Regions from separate parts of the Dromaius novaehollandiae genome. Here region 2 is linked to region 1. Evidence: chromatin contacts called from public Hi-C data. All regions are on one chromosome and are shown on one strand. Each heading gives the region's core, a stretch centred on a gene start, on an enhancer-like site or on the middle of the called end of the contact. The rest is flanking DNA. Distances are from core to core; before and after follow the strand shown.

Region 1 (4,244 bases), core at 232-2,731:
AAGCACATTAGTTGTACTATTTTTAAATTCACATAGATTGCCCAGTCAGATAAATATTCATTACTATTGTTTGAAAAGTCATAGTTCAGCTTAAATTTAAAAAAATGTACATTTATACATGCTCTTGCAAAAGTTAATTCCAAGGAGTATGCACAATGCCCAATACAAAAAAGTTTATCAAAAACTCTAATAAGAAGACTGTAAGTGCATTTATCTTTTAAGTATTTATCTGGAAATTGAAAAAGTGACCACTGATGCCACCCCACCCACCTCGTGCTTAAATTTATGTATGTGTTTTCATTGCACAAAAGGACTTATACCACAACTATCCTGAAAGAATTACAGCAGTACAACTTCCTCACGCTGGTTACCATTAAACCAACCCAAAGGTGCTTCTTACTGCCGTTGCTATTCCTATATGGGTAGTGGACTCTACCATGCCAAGATATAATCCACTTATGCTAAGGGAGTTTATGAAAACTACCATTGTGATTTTTAAAAATCACCAAAGAAGACAACCATCAAACCTCAGTGCTTCTAGGATCATAGCCCTACTTTCAAAGCCATATAAGCTAAATCAGAAACGCCACCCCATTGCCAGAGTTAAAAGAAAAGAAAGAAAGCAACGAATAAAGCACATTTGTATCTTTTCCATTATGTGCTGAGGAAGAGCGAGGAGAAGATATCGACATCTTCACTTGCACCCCAGCTCTGCTCAGAGCAAGGCCCAGAGGGCGGCTGCCACCTGGGCAGGCTCCCCCAGAGATGGAAAGCAGAAACCCACCCACGCCGAGCACACGCAGGATCTGGCCAGCAAGGTTCACACACATTAGTCCTGCTGACTTCCAGTATTTCCACAGGAAACACCATGGAGGAGACTCCAACCGTCGACTTGGGCACGGGCCTCCCTCAGTGACCAGCACAGCGCCTCAGCCGCGGTGCGCCAGGCAGCGCACCGGCCTCCTTGCCGCCCGCAGGCTCCTCCGTCACCCCTCGCTTTCAAAGCCGGGGACGTGCAACTCGCCACCCTTCCCAACACCAGCACTGCTCCGGTCGCTCAGCACTCAGCGAGGCGCTACAGCGTGGGCTGCTCATGCAACGCACCTGGCCTCCGGCCACCGCCATGGCGGCGGTCACCCGCCGCCCCCGGACGCCCCTTCCTCCGCCAGCTCCCGGATGCCCCAGGCATGTGTTGCCCGCTCCCCCCTCTCGGGTGACCGCTGGGCGCCTCCTACTACCGGCCCGCCGCGACCACGGGGCATCCCAGGCTGCCCGGGCGGCGGCCGCCGGCCCGGCCCTCGCACGCCCGAGATGGCGGCGGGGCGCCCCGCACCTGCCCCGCTTGGGCCCCGCGCGGCGGCGGCGGGCAGCGCCGCTCGGGGGCCGCGACTGCCCGGGCCGGGAGCGGCGACGGCCGTGGCCGGGCGCCCCGCCCGCCGCGCGGAAGGGGCCAGGCGGCCGCGGGGCCGGTAGGGGGCGCCCGGGGCCCCGGCGGAGCCGGGACCGTTTCTATTGCGCCGCGGGCCCGCGGGGGGAGGCAGAGCGAGGCGGCGGCGGGCGGGCGGGCGCCGGCACCACAGCGTAGCCAGCGGGCGGGCGCAGGGACGGAGGGGGCCGAGCCGCCGCGGTGACCTGCCGCCGGAGCAGCCCCAGTCGGCGCTGCGCGGCGCGGCCCCGCCAGGAGAGCCCCGGGCGCCGCGGCCGCAGGTAGGAGCCGGCGGCGCGGGGAGGCTCGGCGCTGCGCCGCGGCCCGGCCGGCCCCGGCGGGGCGCCCCGCGGGCGCGGCCGGGCGGCGCGGGGCCGAGGGCAGCGCGCGCCGAGGGCGGCGCGGGCCGGGCCGGCGGCGCCCGGGGCCGGGCCGGCGGGGCGCGGCAGCCGCGGGCCGAGCAGGTGCCCGGCGGACGACGCGGCGGTTGCTGGGGGGCGAGGCGCGCCGCGCCGCGGGGCTCGGGGCGGGACGGCGGGCGGCGCGAGGGGCTGCGGGGGGCCGGGCCGCCGCCGCCGGGTGTCGCCTATGGCATCGCCGCGCCGAGGTGTCCCGGGCTGCGCCTCCGCCACGGCCGGGGAGCGGCGGCGCCGGCGGCGGCGCTGTCGGCGGCCGCCGAGGTGAGCGGCGCCGCCGAGCTGCCCCGTCGGTGCGGCCGGGCACTGCCCCGCCCGGTGGTGGCGGGGGCTGCGGCGCCTCGGGCTCGGTGCGCTGCTAACCGTTACCTCCTTCCAAAGCCTCTTTTTTTTTTTTCCTCTTCTCTTTCAGCTGAATAAAATACAACGGGGCGGAAACGCTGCCAAGCCTCAGCTGCTCCTTGGATTCAGAAGGGCTGAGTCCTGGCCTCCGCACGCAGGTAGGAGTTCAGCGGGCGCCAGCGACAGACGCGAGACCCGCTCCCAGACGTGGTGGCTGTGTTTTCTAGCAAAGAAGGGCTAAAAATATTTCTGGTTTATTTGTTTTTCTTTCTTTCAAGGTTCATGATGTTGACAACTATGTTCTTGGCTGCTTTCATTCTTATTACAGTACATTCACAGGAAACTGAGGAAACCATAACATACACGGTAAGGTTTAATAGAGTTTGAGGTAATTATTACTTAGCAGGGATTCTTTTCTAAATGACCCTTGAGAAAAAAACAATGTAGCATGCAATATCAAGTTCTTTGACTTTGAATGTTAACCAGAAAATAACCCGTTTCTTCACTGAAACCATATTTTAAAAGTTGAGGTTTACAGGGCTGAAGAAGACCTGCTCTAACTCCCTGTTCTGAAAAGCTTACCTATATGAGCTTGATGAACTGAACAAGATTGTGAAGTTAACTTTTTTCTTTTTTCTTTTAATAAAATCTTCCTAGAATCCTCCTTCTGAGTATATGAAACTTGACACATAATTAGGTCAAACATTCTTTTGTGTTTTCTTTTGGATATTTCAAGGTGTTTTTTAGCAAAATGTAAGTACTTCAAAACTTGGTATTCTTAATGAAGCAAGTAAGTCATGGGGTGATCGTATGAATGTCAGTGTCTGAGCTACTTTTGAGCAATTGTTCTGCATGGCTTGAAAAAATCAACTAGAATACTAGAAATAGATTCTGCTTATAACCAAGAGATGGGGTAAGAGATTTAGAAGGCCTTTTTGTAAGGCCTTTTTTTTTTCTCTCTCTCTTTTCCCCCTTTTCTCCCCCTCCCAGTGTTCACTCTTTGGCTTGTGTAATGAATGTCATAGAAGGAGTGGTGGAGTGGCAATTACATCGACTTGGGCTGGGGAAAAAAAAATGCGTTTTCACATCTGATTACAGTTGTAATCCCTGCAACTTGCTTCATGTGGGTGTACCCCTGAATATGCATACAGATGTATTCTGCTTGTGTGGCATTGCACTAATTCTGCACACATGCAAGAAGTTAGAGAACCACAGCCAAAGACTGATATTGTGTCTTATACAAGTAATCCCACTGAAGTCAGTGGGATGGCTCAGGCAAGTAAATATTGCAGAACTGGACCTTAGCATAGAAGGGACTCAAAGAAACTTCAATGAAGCATCAGGAAGTCGATTATAAAATATTTTAACATTGTGCTTTAGAAGCAGTGGACTTCTAAAGACTGGGTGTACTTATATTTACAGGCTGTGAGATTTAAATCTGTGTATATAAACACTGGGTACTGAAGAGCTAAATACTTCTTGACAATATAGATGAATATAGGGACCCTATCCTTTTCCACTTTTACTATATATTCTCTTTAAGTAGTATTTTTTTTCCTGATAAGCTTATTTAGTTTATACCAATGTTACATTTTTAACATGCCTGGGTGACTTGAGTTCCTATAGTCCCCTTTCAAATAGGTCTTAGCATTTAGACTCTTAAATGATCATTATACTTATAATCATGTGAAATTACTTTTAAACATAAAATTTAACTTCTGGAAACTTTACCATTAGAATACTACTGTTCCTCATATAGACATTGTGTTTGTTTAGGGCCAAATCCTTTTCTGTCATAAAACTCCTTTCAGCTTCAGTAAGAGTTGGACTTGGCTCTTTACTATTAAATAGATACAACTTCTGTTGTGCATTAACAGGAATTGGGTGATTCAATAAATGCATGAATTTGCTGTTTTCCTTTGGGTTTGCGTTTTCATAGCTACAGTAACTTTGTTGTCAACTCAGCATGTAGTCATTCCTTTAGAGACTGAGAATTACAATACAATTAGCTGTCTACTTACCCCTTCCTAACATTGGAGGCTTTCACTTCCAACTCACTG
Region 2 (4,503 bases), core at 818-3,317, 77 kb after region 1:
AGCTAAACAATCATGACTAACTTGTCAAGAAAACAGACTTCAAAAATTTGAAGTTTACTTCATGTTTTAAATTCCATTTTCATGTCTTCACCTGATGTAACGTAGATTGATTACACTTCCCCTTGCAATCGCTCATCTTCCCCTTCTACTCTGCTGCCCACCAGAGCCACGTCATTAATCATTATTACCCCACTCCTCGGTCCCATCCTATTGATAATCGCCATCTCTTCTACACATTCGTTTGGCACCTTGATCCCAAAATGCAGCATCTTGCCCCAGAAAGACATGGCAAGCCCACAAGGTGCTGCAGGGTGGGCACAGTCCCCAGAGCACCCATCCCACCGGGATGCCCCATCAGCTCCCCCAGTCCCCAGCAGAGCCGCTGTCAGAGAGGCTCTAATCGGGCAAACGCATCCCGCACACTAATAGCGAGAAACATCTACCCCGTTTTTCCTGATGGAAATGGAGAAGCAGCTAAAGAAAAATAAGAGCACCAGACAGCAGGCCTTAAAATTATAGTTCATTTAAAAATTCATCAAAAATTTAAGGCAACAGCGAGTACAGTCCTGCTAGCTTACTGGTTACCATGCTGTTAGATATATGTCCTGGAGAAAGAAAATAATACCCACAGGAACACAGCCAAGACAATATGTGGTTTAATTTCTAAAACACAGAGCAAGGAAGATGCCAGGTACCCAACGGGGGTCTTCCTCTGGTGTTTACTCGCTTTTCAAGTCAGTCAGGCTGCAGGTAACCAGAGCCAACACTGAAACCACCCTCCTCTTTTCCCTCCTTGCCGTAGTGATTTTGGGACGAACAGAGCAGGTCAGGGCAAAGGGCGCGGCACGGCTCCAAACCCACCTCTTCTTCAGTATCGCGAGCTTGGGAGCATGACTGCGGTTGGAGGAGGAGGAGAACCAGAGAGCGGGGCTTGGGAAATCCAGGAGAAAAAATCCTGTATGCCTTTAGCATGGAATCCTGGGCAGACCAGAAACGCTACAGGAGACCAGGTGCCAGGCAGCCTCGCAAGGGCCAGCACTTCCACATCCCTGCTGCCTCCGGGTGCAGCATGGATAAAACTTGCATTTAGTAAGTCTTTATTTGACACCCATGGTAGCTACAGGCATCCTAACCCATGAAAATCGAGACCTATTTATATTCACCTCACAGTTTGTCACAACTTCTGCCACAGCTTTTTAAAATTAGACGGTCAGCTCTTCACAGCAAGGCCTGCATTGCCCTTGTGGGTCTGCATGGAGATCAGCCCCGAGTGCGACTCATCCCTTCAACAGGATGTTCAGGCTTTACAAGAGTACAAACCATTTCCAAGTTGGGCACCCAAAAACTGGAACAACAATAAATGAGCACATTAATCGAAAACTTTGTGCAGTGCAAATGATGATGTTTACTTATTTTTCTTCAACTAACTGAAGATACAAGTCAAAAAAGTCAAACATCTCATGTTGTTAGAAGTGTTGTTAATTCAGTTTTAAAAATGGAAATCTAAAATTGTTCCAAAAAGCCAGAGTGATTTTCTGTGGGTTTTTTTTTTTTTTTTTTTTTTTTTTAAACTCTGGCTGTTTTTTTTAAGAACACAGTGCTGAATGCTCAGAGTTCATTTACATGCCTAAAGAGACTTAAAATTCTGACTTTAGGAACTCTTTTTTTAGAGCATGGGCTTAATGACTCCAGCATTCAAGTTGCAGGCACACAAATGAGAGATAACACTGACTTTTGTAAATGTTGTAAGAGTTGTCATTTTTGTAGATTTTTCTCTTTCCCAGCAGATGAAGACTATTTTACCCTTTGTGTCACTCATGTTAGTCCCTGCAATTAAAATTGTCCAAGAATATTCTGTTTGATGGCACTGAACAGAAAGTGCTCATTTATCTTGAGGATTAGAGCACTATGAAGTAATATGTAATGAAAAACAAACTGTTGGTTTATATTATTCCACAAATATTCAGCGTATCTTCAAAAGTTTCCAAGAAAACTGTGGTGGATACGTGTGGGCAGAAACAAGCGCTTTGTGGGTATTGCAATTAAAAGGGGAAAAAAAAAAAAAAAAAAAAGAGTAAGACGACAACTCTAAAGTACGAAGTGGAAAATACACCACTTGGTAAGCTAACTAGTGCCATCTTACGGCAGAAGATTAAACAGACAAGACATGAAATAAAGTCAGTTCAGGGTCTTCGAAATGTTGGCTCCAACACCCACCCTCACTCAGATCCTGCAAGGAAGTGATACAATTTGTAAAACATACATTTTAAAGTTGTTTTTGAAATGAATGTAACACAAGCTGTCTGTTCCTGACGACTGCGAGCATAAGAGCCCTGCTAACAGCTCATTAGCGCTGGATGCACGCACAAGCAGCTGACTGAAAGAGGCGCCAACCACCAAAGCAGCAGCACACCTGTATCCATGCCCATCCACGCCCATGTTTCCCCCTCACCAAACACACATGCCTGAGGCACTGCTGTGCACAAGGCCACGCGGTCGCTCAGGCAGCTCCCCAGGCCTCCGAGGGCACCAGCCTGCCGGCCGGGGTGGACAATGCTGAAGCCACTGGCGCCATTTCCTACCCATCCCTCTCACAGAGGCCACAGGTGAACCAGCTCCTGAATTCAAACACGAAAGTGCCTGTTGAATCAATGGCACTGCCTTTGATGGTGCTTCCCACCACTTGGAAAGCAACATATTCTTGGCACCAAAGTGTCCCTGATTAATTCCTTCAATGGCCATTTTCAAAGCTCCAGCACCTCTGGAGCCACTTCTGGGGTGCCCGATATACCCATATCTCTGTCTAGGGAGCTTCCTGGCAGCTTGGGCAAGGATATGCTCCGTTTCTTCCATAGACCACTATGGAAAGGCCAGAGCATGACTAGACCTTGTCAGAAGCTCCCTTAGAAAGCCTCCAGCAAACCCTTGTAGCAAAAGGGGATATTCTCAGGGCTGAAAAGTCTCCTGTTTCATGTTGCTCTGGAGAAAGTGAATATTGTTTTCTGTTTAACTATTTAGAAACAGTAACTCACGCTATAGGTGTTCATTCCCCCAGTTTTCTGCTGAAGCCTTTCTGCTCACTTTGTCTTGCTCAGACTGCAAATTTTTGGAGGGGGACTCAGTTATGCCTTGTTTGGCAGAGTGCATTTTTGGATGTTTAATATATTTATTGTGCATTTTCTTGTGAAAATGCACAAGTTATTTGTATGTATCGAAATTTCAGCCACCACATGACATTTCAATCCAAATCACTTACGACAGTCAGAAGAACAAGCAAATGAAACTTGGTTTTATAATGGAAAGCAATAGGCACCTTACTGTTGGTCCCTCTAACAGCTCCACCTGTACCATCCGGTCAAGCCATTTCAAAAATTTTGGCAGGAGAAGAACAGCTGGTTTATGCTCCTAGTGGGCTTTGTTTACTGAGTCCTCCTCTACCCAAACACCCAAGGGCCATGACTAACAGAGCTTGTTTCAGTTTCTTTCTTTAAAGTGACATATCTTAAAGAAAAGAAAGCCTGTTGTCAGGAAAGGTAATTTTTTAAGTTTCCTTCTGAGCTCTCCAAGTTGTCCTTTCAGCCAGAAGTCAGGGTAACGAAAAGAACAGGGACTTACAAAATGCAAACAAAGGCACAGCTTGAGACTATGGCTTTCTGGGGCCCCTCCGCCACCCAGGGCCAGTGGGGCCATGTCCTCCCATGGCTCATCATCCGCAGCTAAAGACCAGCAGACATCAGCAAGTTGGGTCATCCTCTTATGGTGGCACAACCCATGGGGACAGTCTCGTGCCCCCTCTGCCACAGGAGCCTGCTGCTGAGACCAGAGCAGCAGCAAGGGGCAGGTTTGGCCTCTAAACATCTGAAGTGCCCACCCAGAAACCTGGGAAGAGGTCTCCAACTCCACCAGTTTACCTCAGATTAAGGGGATTGCTCTCCCAGGCTTACTTAGGCCTACTGGCAGTTGGCCCAGGTTTTATAAGTTATTACATTCATGCATTTTCCCCCACTTTATAACATACCTCCTTTTTCCAACAAAAGTGACTGCATTATGACAATGCAACAAACAAAACAAGTGTGTTTCAGTCCTGCTTGCTCATCCCTTTTCACCACGGGACACCAAGAGAGCATCCCCCCTGCTTCCCCATAGGATCCTTTGCACTGTGGACCTCCGCCTAGGTTGGTACACACCACCAAAGCATATTTAGCACTTCAAGCAGCGTGTTTATTTCCAACACACCATACAAAAGAGATCTTCACAGAATCTCAAATGCCAAGCCAAGGATTTTCTAGGCCTGATTTCTCTATATTTACTCTTTTACCTCTATATCCTTACACCTTTAGTACATAAGTATACATGTAGTAATTAGATTTTAGTCATCTATTTAAAATTAAGCACAAATAGTTTCTGACTCTACATCTCTTCTACATACCTAGGTTTTGTTATGCAAATAGTGCAGTCACCATTTAATTCTTCACCATGCCTCTTTAACTATACTCACAATAG

The links. Hi-C and Micro-C count contacts between places; a contact is called where the count stands out from the background.
Region 2: a Hi-C map of ovary shows a contact between it and region 1, with 5 times the contacts expected there. The contact joins the enhancer-like site here to the promoter of EFEMP1 in region 1. A contact is called at or near these places in 3 of 4 Hi-C or Micro-C datasets (brain, liver and ovary).

The regions. Positions count from the first base shown.
Region 1 is chr3:107,646,004-107,650,247 of bDroNov1.hap1, forward strand. EFEMP1 (EGF containing fibulin extracellular matrix protein 1) reads left to right here and starts at 1,482. Exons shown (of 11, transcript XM_064509733.1): 1 at 1,482-1,707; 2 at 2,255-2,342; 3 at 2,463-2,550. The coding sequence starts at 2,467.
Region 2 is chr3:107,722,859-107,727,361 of bDroNov1.hap1, forward strand. No RefSeq gene overlaps it. Among named protein-coding and RNA genes, the nearest start is that of PNPT1, 16 kb to the right of the region's middle. Within about 2 kb of position 2,068, at least 1 of the 2 cell types and tissues checked has open chromatin away from gene starts, as enhancers often do.